2 separate regions of the Sus scrofa genome follow, and region 1 is linked to region 2. The links are chromatin contacts, called in public HiChIP or PLAC-seq maps. All regions are on one chromosome and are shown on one strand. Each heading gives the region's core, a stretch centred on a gene start, on an enhancer-like site or on the middle of the called end of the contact. The rest is flanking DNA. Distances are from core to core; before and after follow the strand shown. Region 1 holds the start of FURIN (furin). Region 2 has its middle 35 kb from the start of FURIN.

What was found. HiChIP or PLAC-seq counts read pairs in DNA pulled down with a chosen protein or histone mark.
Region 1: an H3K27ac HiChIP or PLAC-seq map of alveolar macrophages shows a contact between it and region 2. The contact joins the promoter of FURIN here to the enhancer-like site in region 2. A contact is called at or near these places in 2 of 5 promoter capture datasets (fetal skeletal muscle and liver), 6 of 47 Hi-C or Micro-C datasets (alveolar macrophages, embryonic fibroblasts, epiblast stem cells and 3 more) and 1 of 2 datasets of contacts at active chromatin or transcription factors (alveolar macrophages).

What each region holds. Positions count from the first base shown.
Region 1 is chr7:53,453,176-53,459,331 of Sscrofa11.1, forward strand. FURIN (furin) reads left to right here and starts at 2,459. Exons shown (of 15, transcript XM_021098916.1): 1 at 2,459-2,886.
Region 2 is chr7:53,417,447-53,423,056 of Sscrofa11.1, forward strand. No RefSeq gene overlaps it. Among named protein-coding and RNA genes, the nearest start is that of FURIN, 35 kb to the right of the region's middle. Within about 2 kb of position 1,540, at least 19 of the 83 cell types and tissues checked have an H3K27ac peak or open chromatin away from gene starts, as enhancers often do. A contact at or near this core is called in alveolar macrophages, where this site is marked.

The sequences.
Region 1 (6,156 bases), core at 1,209-3,708, 37 kb after region 2:
CACCAGGCACAGTGGGTGCTGGCGCCTTTCCTGGGCAGCCTGTTCCTATAAAGTTTTCCCCGGTGTACCAGTCCCACTAAGGGATAGCACCCTCCCTCCGCCAGGTATTAACTGGCTTTTTCCCCAGCAATGTTTGTTTTAGGGATTAAAGGTAGTGGAGGAGCCTGTAATTTCCAGAGTCATCTGTTCCTTTCCTGGCAGCCAGCACTACATTTGTTATTTCATTTTCCCAAGCCCCTGATAATATCATTGCAGACACGACGGTTTGCTAGCATCATCCAACGGAAAAACTCTCCAAGGCTTCTCCTATGCTGGTGGACAGGCGCTCACTGGCTTCGTGGCGGGGACGCCTGAGCTCTATGTTCTCTATGTTCTCTATATCCCTGAAACTCCTTCCTTAGGTTAGCCTTGAGGCTCACAGTCGTTTTTGTTTTTTGTTTTTTGTTTTTCATTTTCTTTTTTTTTTTTTTTTAGTTATTTCCCCAATACAATTTTTTTTCCTACTGTCCAGCATGGTGACCCAGTTACACATACATGTACACATTCTTTTTTCTCACATTATCCTGCTCCATCATAAGTGACTAGACATACTTCCCAGGGCTACACAGCAGGATCTCATTGCTCATCCATTCCAAAGGCAATAGTCTGCATCTATTAACCCCAAGCTCCCCAATCCATCCCACTCCCTCCCCCTTCCCCTAGGCAACCACAAGTCTATTCTCCAAGTCCGTGATGTTCTTTTCTGTGGAAAGGTTCATTTGTGCCTTTTTTTCCTTTTCTTTTTCTGTACTACAATCACACACACATACATACCCACCAACCTCATTTATCTGGCATGGTCAAGAAATGGCTACTTCACGTGAGTAAATTTTCAAAATCATGCCTTTCAAGCATTAAACCTTTAAACAGGAATTCCCATCGTGGCTCAGTGGTTAACAAATCCGACTAGGAACTATGAGGTTGAGGGTTCAATCCCTGACCTTGTTCAGTGGGTTAAGGATCCAGCATTGCCGTGAGCTGTGGTGTAGGTTGCAGACACGGCTCGGATCCTGAGTTGCTGTGGCTGTGGCATAGGCCAGTGGCTACAGCTCTGATTAGACCCCTAGCCTGGAAACCTCCATATGCTGCGGGAGCGGCCCTAGAAAAGGCAAAAAGACAAAAAAAAAAAACCTTTAAACAATGAAATGCATTTTACAAACAGCTTTAGGAGTTCCTGTCGTGGCTCAGTGGTCATGAACCTGGCTAGTTTCCATAAGGATAAAGGTTTGATCCCTGGCCTTGCTCAGCGGGTTAAGGATCCCGCGTTGCTGTGAGATGTGGTGTAGGGGGCAGACGTGGTGGCTCAGATCTGGTGTGACTGTGGCTATGGTGTAGGCCAGCAGCTGCAGCTCTGATTGGACCCCTAGCCTGGGACCCTCCATATGATTCGGGTCCGGCCCTAAAAAGACATACCCACACACACAAAAAGAATTAAAAGCCACTTTATTGATGTATACTTGACACACTCTAAACTGCATGTATTTGAAGGGTATGACTTGATCTGTTTTGATGTTGGTGTGTACCCATGGAATCATCACCCCGTCGGGCTAATGAACACATCCATCACTCCTCATAGTCTCCCCCCTTCCCTGCCCTTCCTTCCCGGGCAACCTCTGAACCACTGATCTGCTTTCTAAATACATATTTAATGCAAAGCTGTCTCATCCACTTCCCCACCTCAGTAAACAGAGTGTGATCAACGTGATTGTTCCTTTTTTCTTTTTCTTTTTTTTTTTTGTCTTTTTGCCATTTCTTGGGCCGCTCCTGCGGCATATGGAGGTTCCTAGGCTAGGGGTCTAATCGGAGCTGTAGCTGCCAGCCTACGCCAGAACCACAACAACATGTGATCCGAGCCACGTCTGCAACCTACACCACAGCTCACGGCAACGCCAGATCCTTAACCCACTGAGCATAGCCAGGGACTAAACCTGCAACCTCATGGTTCCTAGTCGGATTCGTTAACCACTGAGCCACGACGGGAACTCCGATTGTTCCTTTTTTCAATTCAGCATTATCATTAATTTTCCTGAGCGCCACGTCCTCAGTCCTCAGAGGTCGTTGGAAATACAGAAGCTTGTTTGCCCTGAACACTAAATGGCCCCATTGTTGTGCTGCTATGCCAGGTGGTTTGGGCTTTGGAAGTTTTCGCCCTTGCTGTCGGCTGTTCAGCGCACAGTTCCCAGCAGACCATGCCTGTTGCCTTGAACCCTGGCACACCGACTTCCTCTTCTTATGCCACTCCCCGCCTACCCCCCTGCCCCGGCGTGTGGCAATGCCTGGGGACATGTTTGGTTGTCATAACCAGGGCGGGGGTTCTATTGGTCCCCAGTGTTTAGGGACCAGGGATGTTGCTAAACCTCCTCCCACGCACGGGACAGTTTCCACGAAAAGGAATAATCTGGCCCGAGATGGTAACAGTGCGGAGGTTGAGAAACGCTGCTCCGGATAACCAAATTGATTGTAAAATTCAACAGCCAGTCGTGTTAACAGACTTTTACTTTTCTACATCAGGAGGGAGAAGGAAGGGCAGAGCTCAGCTCATTGGATCTGCCAGGCCAGGAGGGAGGACGTAGCTTCAGGAAGCTCCTGGCATGTCTCGGGGATCACCTTCCAACCCTCCCAGAGGGGGCTCACTGCCTTCCTGAGGACAAGCTCTAAGAAACTCAGCTTGAGGCCCCAGGGCCCAGCATTCAGCAGGTGCTCAATGAATGTCTGCATGAGTAGACTACACCCAAAGTGCCCATTAGGTACCCAGGTGTGGGTAGTACAGGCTGGGCACTGACACCGAGCCGGCGAAAGGGAACCACTGAACCGACCATTGACTTGGGGCTTCAGCAGAGCGAGCAGGTAAGTGCAGACCCAGCCCACTAATTGGGAAAAGGAGAAGGGCTGGCCATGCTGGGATCCCCGTTCCCACCGCATCCCTTCTAGCTCCTCCCCCCACCCACAGACACTCTGTCCTATAAAGGAGGTTTTTCTCAAAGTGGTTTAGCCAGAACTGGAAGGACCTTGTCCTGTGATGGGATAGGAGGAGCCTGACTGTTGCCCCAACAGCATTCACCATGGACCTCAGGTGTTCTGGAGCTAGATGGTGAAGTATGGGCGTGCTTTATTCAGTTGTGCATGACTTAAAAGTTTAGTTTGCTTCTTCTAAGTTGCCGAAATTCCTGAGAACTCAGGTAAGCAAAAAGAAGACAACAAAAAAGCTCTCAAATCCTACCCTTTTAGAGAAAACACCAGTTAAATGTGGTTGTCTGCCCTTCTATGTAGGGATGGATGTGGTGTAGACATTTTGATTAAAACCAGGTGTGGGTGACGCTGCCAAGGCTTTGTTTGAGGGGCCTGAGAGCAAGGAAGAGATTTTGAGAGAAGGGGACCCACAGAGCACGCCAAGGAGCAATGGGGGCACCTGGGGTGAGGGTGACCGAGTGGATTTTACCACGGGACAACCGATGCTCTTGGGAGACTCCCAGATTAACCCAAATCCAAACATAAACGGAGGCCTCGCTGGCTAGACCCTTCCCCCTCCTCTGGACCCCTGCCAGGAAGGTGGGAACCTCTTCCCAGCCCCTTCCTCCCTCAGGCCCTTCCCATCAGGCCCTGCTCCAAGCCATAGGGCATCCCCAACTCTGTTGCCAGGCTTCTGTCACGTGGCGCCGCACTGCCCATTAACTGCTGTGTAAAACTGATAACTGTGATCCAGAGGTTTCTGGACTCCTGGAGCCCCAAGTCAAAGGCTCAGTTTAGCTCCCTCTGGCCTTAAGGCCTCAGATAAATGGTCGGGAGCGATAAAGAGAACAAAACCTGCCAACAGGACTTGTTCCAGGAGATAAAAGGAGCAGTTACCAGCTGTGGCAAGCTAGGATTTCCTCCAGACGCCCATTCTCAAGAAGAGCGGCTTCCAGGGGAGTTCCCTTGTGGCATAGTGGGTAAAGGATCTAGCAAGTCATTGCTGTGGCTCAGGTTTGCTCCCTGGCTCCGGGCACAGTCAAAAAAAAAAAAAAAAAAAAGAGTGGCTTCTACATTCTTTTTAAGGACAGAAGTGTTGTAAACTACAAGTGTATGTGGAAGCCTGAACTGGGAGCGGGGCTGAGGTGGAGCCACTCAGGGCAGGCAAGGACGGGCGCCCACTCGCTCAGACCTCTCCTCTCTCTTTGCTCCTCCCCTCGTGATGCACCTCTGAGCAACACAGTTTAGAGAATTCTCCTTGTGCCAAAGCCAGGATTGGCGGGAGAAACTAGGAAGTTCCAGCTCCTCTGAGGGTGGCTGCGGTCTCAGCCCTCTGAGACAGGGCTGGTCCCTCCTCTTCCTGAGACCCGCTGTGGCTCCCCTGGGGCCAGTCGCCAGGATGGGCGGGGCACCCAGAGGCAGACAGGATTGCTTGCTTTCTGGGTTGATTTTTCTTTCTTTTTAAATTTTATTTTATTTTATCTTTTTAATTTTTTTTTTTTTTTTTGGCTGCCCCACAGCATACGGAGGTCCCAGGCCAGGGATCACATCTGAGCCACAGGGGCAACCTAAGTTGCAGGTATGGACTGACCTTTCTTGTAGGCCAGACGACAAGTGGGACGGGCATTGGGGGGACTCTGAGGCTAGGTGGGGCCAGCCCTATCCCAATTTCCCATCAATAGTGTTCTCTTGCACAGAGACTGAGGAAGAACCGTGACTCACTTCCTCCCTCAGTCTGACTGTAGAACTATTGTTCTCCCACTGTGGCTGGTGCTGCTGGATGGGGCTACCCCAGGCTGGCCCCTAGGAGTCTGCTCCTTGTGGGAGGCAGTTCCCATTCTGAGAAGGGGCCAACCGGACGTACCTCCCTAACCAACTTTCAGCACCCATATTCTTTTTTTTTTGTCTTTTTAGGGCCGCACCCGCAGCATATGGAGGTCCCCAGGCTAGGCGTTGAATCGGAGCTGCAGCCGCCTGCCTACACCATGGCCCCAGCAATGCCAGATCCAAGCCTTGTCTGTGACCTACACCACGGTTCATGACAACGTCAGATCCTTCATCCACTGAGGGAGGCCAGGCGTCTTCATGGATGCTAGTCAGATTCGTTTCCGCTGAGCCACAACAGGAACTCCAGCACCCCATATTCTTCCCTGTTTCCGGTTTTTGCACTATTTGGACAGGTGCCCAAATAGTACCTTGTCCCATCGGTTGGATATTATCTCCATTTTACAGAAGGGTAAGTTGAGGCTCTGAGAATTCAGTAACTTGTCTAAGGTGGCATGGTATAAAACACTGCCTTGGGGATTTGAACTGGTGGCTGGTTGACTTGTCACCTAGTGAGTTACGTCAGGAACTTCTCTGGGTCTGTTTCCTCCTCTGTAAAATGTAAATAGGGACACATGAAAGGTGCCTAAAGGAATACTGTATCCACTTTACAGGGTTTGGGGTAAGGACGAAATAAGCTAACACACGCAAAGAGTTGAGAACTGCTCCTGGCTCAGAGGACACACTCTGATGTTGTTTTTTTGTAGTTTTTTTTGTCACTATCCCCAAACCAGTGTTGAGGAGGCCACAGGATAATACTGTGCTGCCAGGTTATCTCAAAGGGAGCATGAAGGGATGGACAGAGACTGCTCTTTGACCTTGGAACAACCCAGCCTGGGGAGCCCTTGGCCCCATTTCCCCTTTTCTTTCTCAGCTCAAGCAGTAGTGGCCTCCGCCAAGTCGCACAGACGTTTTCTAGGGCAGGGACCCAGGGAGGGAGAGAGGCCGGCTGGTTTATTGCAAGTAGCTCAGATTCAGGCTCTGCCAAAGCCCTACATCTCTTCCAGGCTCTGAGGCCTGCTAGCTGTGGGACACTGGGCAAATTATTTAAACTTGGGGCACCTCAGTTTTCTTATCTGCAAAACGGGGTTAATAAAGTCAGTCTGAAAGGATTACGTCGATTAAATAATGTACATAAGAAGGAGATGCTACAAAGTGACTGCCCTGGTGCCTGGCAGGCGATTAGTTAAAAAAAAAAAAAAAAAAGTTTTTAAACATTAAAAGGGGATGGGCTACTTCTTTGGCTTAGCCACCTGTCTATATAAACGCAAATAAAATCCCGAGTCCTCTAACCGTAGGCCACAGGAGAAGGTTTACTCAGCTGCGGTGAAGTCTGACCTCAGG
Region 2 (5,610 bases), core at 290-2,789:
AGACCCAGGCGAAGCAGAGGTAAGGGCTGGAGAGGTGATAGAGCCTGGCCTGGGAGTTAAGGACGGGCTGCAGGAGGCGGGAAAGCCAGTGGAGATGGTCCTAGCTGAGGATCGGGGACCTGTCGCCAGGGAAAGCTCTGAAGCAGGAGAGAAACACGATCCAAATTGAGTGTTAGGAAAACTGCTCTGACCACAGGATCAGAAAGGGGTGGCAGCAGGTGAGGCTGGACGCCAGCAGGCAGGAGGCTCTTGCTCATCCAGCAAGAGAAGTAGCAGCTCTCAGGGTAGCAGGTGGCAGGAGTAGACAGAGGCCACTGCCAAAGGGAGGACATGCGGCAGGGCCGGGGCTGCCAACGTGCCCTGAAGACGTCCTAGAGGGAAACCCTTGACACATCAGTGATACCAAAACAGGTCCTACCCTTTCCAGTCAGGAGGATGCTCTGTGGCCTGAGGGGTCAGTTTGTGGCCCCAGTCCAGGCCCCAGGTGGGCCTGAGGGGCCCAGGCTTTCCTGCAATGTATGGGGGGCTGCATGTGTGTGAACCTGACAGTGCTCTGACCTGGCCATGCTGCTTACAAGTAATTCCTCAAAGGCTATACCACCCCCCTACACACACATAAAAAAAGCCAACTCTGTGCTAATTTATTTTTCATATTTAAGAGCATGTGATGAACGCTCTGCTTATTGACCTAGAAAGTCATCCATAGCATGTTTTTGAGGAACCCAGCAGAGTCCTTCTGTTTTGCTATAAATCCCTGCCACTGGGCTGCCCAGCCTGGGACAACGGGTCCCTCATGGGCTGCAGGGAGAGCCATGCCATGAGGTGCAGCGTGCTCAGCAGTAAATGGCTGCTCTTTTTCTTTTTAAGCAAGCTACAGAACAATATTTTTTTAAAAAAAAAAAAAAAGGTTTTTTGTGGGTTTTTTTTTTGTTTTGTTTTGTTTTGTTTTTTTTTTGCTCTTTAGGTCTGTACCTGAGGCAAAGTGAGGTTCCCAGGCTAGGGGATCAAATCAGAGCTACAGCTGCTGGCCTACACCCCAGCCACAGCAACGCCAGATCCAAGCTGCACCTGCAACCTACACCACAGCTCACGGCAATGCCAGATCCTTAACCCACTAAGCAAGGCCAGGGATCGAACCCACAACTTCATGGTTCCTAGTCGGATTCGTTTCCACTGTGCCACAACGGGAACTCCAAAGATTTTATGTAAAGATCTTATTTGTCACTTTACCTGTGTGTGTGTTTAGAGGGAAAGGGGGGTGGAGAGAAAGAGAGGTTGCTCACCAAAATATTAAGTGGTGGGATTGAGATGGTTTGTGCTTTTCTGAACTGCTTGACCTTGTACAAAAAATCTCTTATCCTTTTTATAATCAGAATAAAGCAAGGGACAGCCACTCAGCCATCTTGGGGTTCAGAAGGGCTGTGGGGTTGGAGCCTCCAGCAGACTAGGAATAAGCTGTGGGACCAGAGAGAGCACCCCTCCCCGGGCAAAGCCCAGGGCCAAGACCAAGCAAAGCCAGCAGGAGGCAATGGAGTTTCACTTAAGCACAGCACAGCCCAGGAAGCTGGGTGGCCACGTGGCCTCTAGGCTGGGATCCCAGGGTCTGGGCCTCCCCAGTGGGGCCACCCTGCCCCCACCTGACCATCTTCCTCACTCTGAGAGGACAAGCACCCTGGGCTGGGTCACCTGCCTAGGTGACAATGGGGAGCCGTGCAGGAACTCTGACTCAAGGAGAGAGTGTCACACAGAGGAAGCAGGCCCAAGGTGGCCTGCACGAACTGCCACCCTGCACCTCCTGCCTCTCCTCCACAGTCCTCAGCTGGTGTCTGCACTGCCACCCCGGATCAGGGTTCTAGCTGGAAGGATCTAGCACATAGCCGGTGCCTAATAACATTTGTTGGATGAACGGGTAAAGGCCCCCTGTGAAGGCATCTGCCTAGACTGCCCACCCCCACGGGGGGATAAGATGGGAGGGTGGGAGCAAGGCCTGGAGCCTCCTACCTCTTGGGTGCTCACTGCCCAGCTGGCACCCCCAGGCCTGTGGAGCTCGGTGGCATAGGGTCACTGGGGTTTCCCCCTTCTTGGCTTCTAGAAGGTGCCTTCCTTACAACTTCACTTACAACTTCTTTTGTGCGTTGCTGGTTTTGGTTATTCGTGTCTTGTTCTCAGAAAGCTAGCTGATTTCCCCATTTAGTGATTTGGAGATGCACCATTTACCATGTGCTAAGATTAGTACAACCACCGGCGTCTGTTGCCAACTCCCCCTTTCTTGCCTGTTTCTGGAGTCCACTCACGTGTGGGGAAGTCTCTGGGAAGGACCGGGATGCAGGGCAGGGTGGGAAGCCAAGCTCCTGTCCTTGCCGCCTGCTCAGGGGAGAGGCAGAAGCTGAGGGCAGTGGTTCCCAAAACCTCAGCATCCCTGGAAGCTGGTTAAAACACAGTTTGATTCAGAAGATCTGGGCTGGGGCCTACGGGTCTGCATTTCTATCAAGCTCCCTGGTGTAGCCGAGGCTGCCAGCCACCCAGGGCCTTCATTTTGAGAACCACTGGCCCCGAACAGAGGCCAGGGCAGTAGGGGTGAGCCCTCAGGGTGAACACAGACCTCAGCAGTACATCTTTTTCTTTTTTTTTTTTCCGGCCACCCCCACGGCATTTGAAATTTCCCCAGGGCCAGGGGTCCAACCTGTGCCACACCTGTAACCAGAGTTATAGCTGTGGCAATACTGGATCCTTAACCTGCTGGGCCACCAGGGAACTCCTGGCATCCCTCTTAAGAGATCCAGCAAGAAGGAAGCAGAAGCAGGAGCGCCATTTCCCACAGGCATTTTACAGAGAGCACCGGAGGTAAAGCAGAACTTAAAAGCGGTAGAGGAATTCCTGTTGTGGCGCAGTGGAAACAAATCTGACTAGTATCCATGAGGTTGCGGGTTTGATCCCTGGCCTCTGCTGTGGCTGTGGTGTGGGCCTACAGCTGCAGCTCTGATTCGACCCCTAGCCTGGGGCACCTCCGTATGCTATGAGCGCGGCCCTAAAAAGCAAAAAAAAAAAAAAAAAAAAAAGTGATGGATGAGCTTAAGCTGACATTTCCCAGGCCTTGCCATCCTGTGGGATCAAATGGGGTCATGTTACCAGCCAAATTTTCCTGAGGGCAGAGTTCTGTCTCTGTGCCAAGCCAGACAAATGCCACTTCATGATACACTCTGTCAAGGAGTGACAGAGATAGGGGTTTTGGGGTGCCAGCGTGAGGCTCTCCAGAAAACCATCATTTTGCCATCCACTTAAGGGCCTGCTCTCTGCCTCAACCCTACAGCATCCAAAGTCAAGCCTCAGAACAGGATGGGGCCAGCACCCACACTGCCCCCACCCCCGCCCACCCCACCCCTCGGCTGTGTGTCACCAGTTCATAGGCAGGAAGACCATCAAGTTGTTCTGGAGTCAGAGTGCTTGAGGTCAAAGGCCAGTGGGGTCAGTTTATTGTGTGACCTTGAGTAAGTTACTTAACTTCTCTGGGCCTCAGTGATCATAATAGCAGAATCCTATGAGATAGACTGTTTGGAGGTTTAATGAAATAATCGATGATCAGCATGTAGCCCAGTGCCCAGCGCTCACTGAACATGAGCTATTGTTATTGTAGCATAGACCCACTCTCTGTACTGGTTGTCTGTTGTGTATACCTGTACAGAGGTTGACAAGTGGGGAGTTCCCATTGTGGCTCAGTGGTTAACGAATCCGACTAGTATCCATGAGGACGTGTTTGAGCCCTGGACTTGCTCAGTGGATCTGGCGTTGCCATGAGCTGTGGTGTAGGTTGCAGACGAAGCTCGGATCCCAAGTTGCTGCGGCTGTGGTGTAGGCTGAATTCGACCCCTAAAAAGGGTGCAGCCCTAAAAAGAAAAAAAAATAAAGTTGACAGGTGAATCAACTGGAAGCCATGTTCCCTAAGTAGGCTCAGCCATTCTCAATTCGATTCTTTTATGAAATTGCTCTCTCAAAAAAAGAAGCCTCGGAGTTCCCTAGAGGCTCAGCAGGTTAAGGATCGGGTCTTGTCACCGCTGTGGTGCAGGTTCAATCCCTGGCCCAAAAACTTTGGCATGCCGAGGGCCTGCCCCCCCCAAAAAAAAGCCTCCTTCAAGCACAGACATATCCAGCTAGCCAATCATCATAATCATCCAGATTCTGGGTTCTGGAGATTGGCAAGCAGCACGTCCTAACATAGAAGTTATCGATGCAAACTCTAGGAACCCCTGGAAGATTCAGAGATGGATATTGGAGGGTATATAAACCCTTCAAGTGCATGTACTATTTTTGTATATCTGCAAAGATTTCTGGGAGAAGGGTGACCATGTAAACACATGGTCATAGTGTCCAGCACCCCTTAAAGATTAAGAGACCCTGCCTAAGAGAAGCTGAAGACCTCCCTGGACAGTACAGCCCCTCCCAAGAACACTGCGGCGCCCTGAAACAAAAACCTGGGACAAAGATGGGAGCAGTCCTTGGAGTTCCCGTCGTGGCTCAGTGGTTAACAAATCTGACTAGGAACCATGAGGTTGCGGGCTCAATCCCTGGCCTTGCTCAGTGGGTTAAGGATCTGGCGTTGCCGTGAGCTGTGGTGTAGGTTGCAGACAAGGCTCGGATCTGGCGTTGCTGTGGCTCTGGCGTAGACCAGCGGCTACAGCTCCGATTCGACCCCTAGCCTGGGAACCTCCATATGCCGCGGGAGCGGCCCAAGAAATGGCAAAAACCAAAAAAAAAAAAAAAAAAAAAAAAAAGATGGGAGCAGTCCAGATCTGCATCTCCTTCCCTGAGAGGTAAGCCTTCTCCAAGGTGAGGAGAGAACCACCCTAAAATGGTGAGAGCAAACTAGGAAGGGTAAAACCCCAGGCAACCAAGTCTGAAGACAGTCGTGATGGCACCTGCCTACGTTCTCGCGAGATCAGCCTCCGGGAAGATGGAGTCAGAGGCTCCACCGCAGACGAAGCCAGTGGCGCTCCGCGGGGTGGCCGGGGCAGCCGAGGGATGGGGCGTGGAGGGGCGTACGGAGTCGGTGGTGCTGCTCAGACTGTAACAGTGGACAGAGCTACAGAACCGAACCAGGTAAGCCCGGGCTCCAGGGAGCGAAAGCCCCACGAGCTCTGCACTTCCCTTAGCCCTGCTTCTTCATCTGAAAAACGGGATTCTGTGGTTGGTGGTAGCTTCCTGGCCTGTCCCCTCCCTGGCTTGCTGTCAAGAGCCAAGTAGCCCGTGACTGTGGCCATGTGTTCAAGGTTGCCTCAGCAGCAGCTGCGGCCTGGGCGGTCTGGGTCTGAATCCCGAGTTGGTGCTTCCTCCCTGGGCACTCCTGTGTCCACTAGGGTCCGGATGGTCCTGCCACCGGCGTGTTTCCTGTACCTCCCAGTGTGTGGCAGGCACTGGGCAGCCACCCAGCCACCGTCATGATTCACACACTCCCGGAGACGCACTCCAGGTCAGGGCTGGGAGAGGAGGAGGCGGGGGTTCAGCAAGGAAAGATCAGAAGCGTCCAGGGGAGAAATTAAGTTGCAGCTCTAGGAGTTTCTGCCGTGGCTCAGCGGTAACAAACCCAACTAGTTAGTATCCATGAGGAGGCAGATT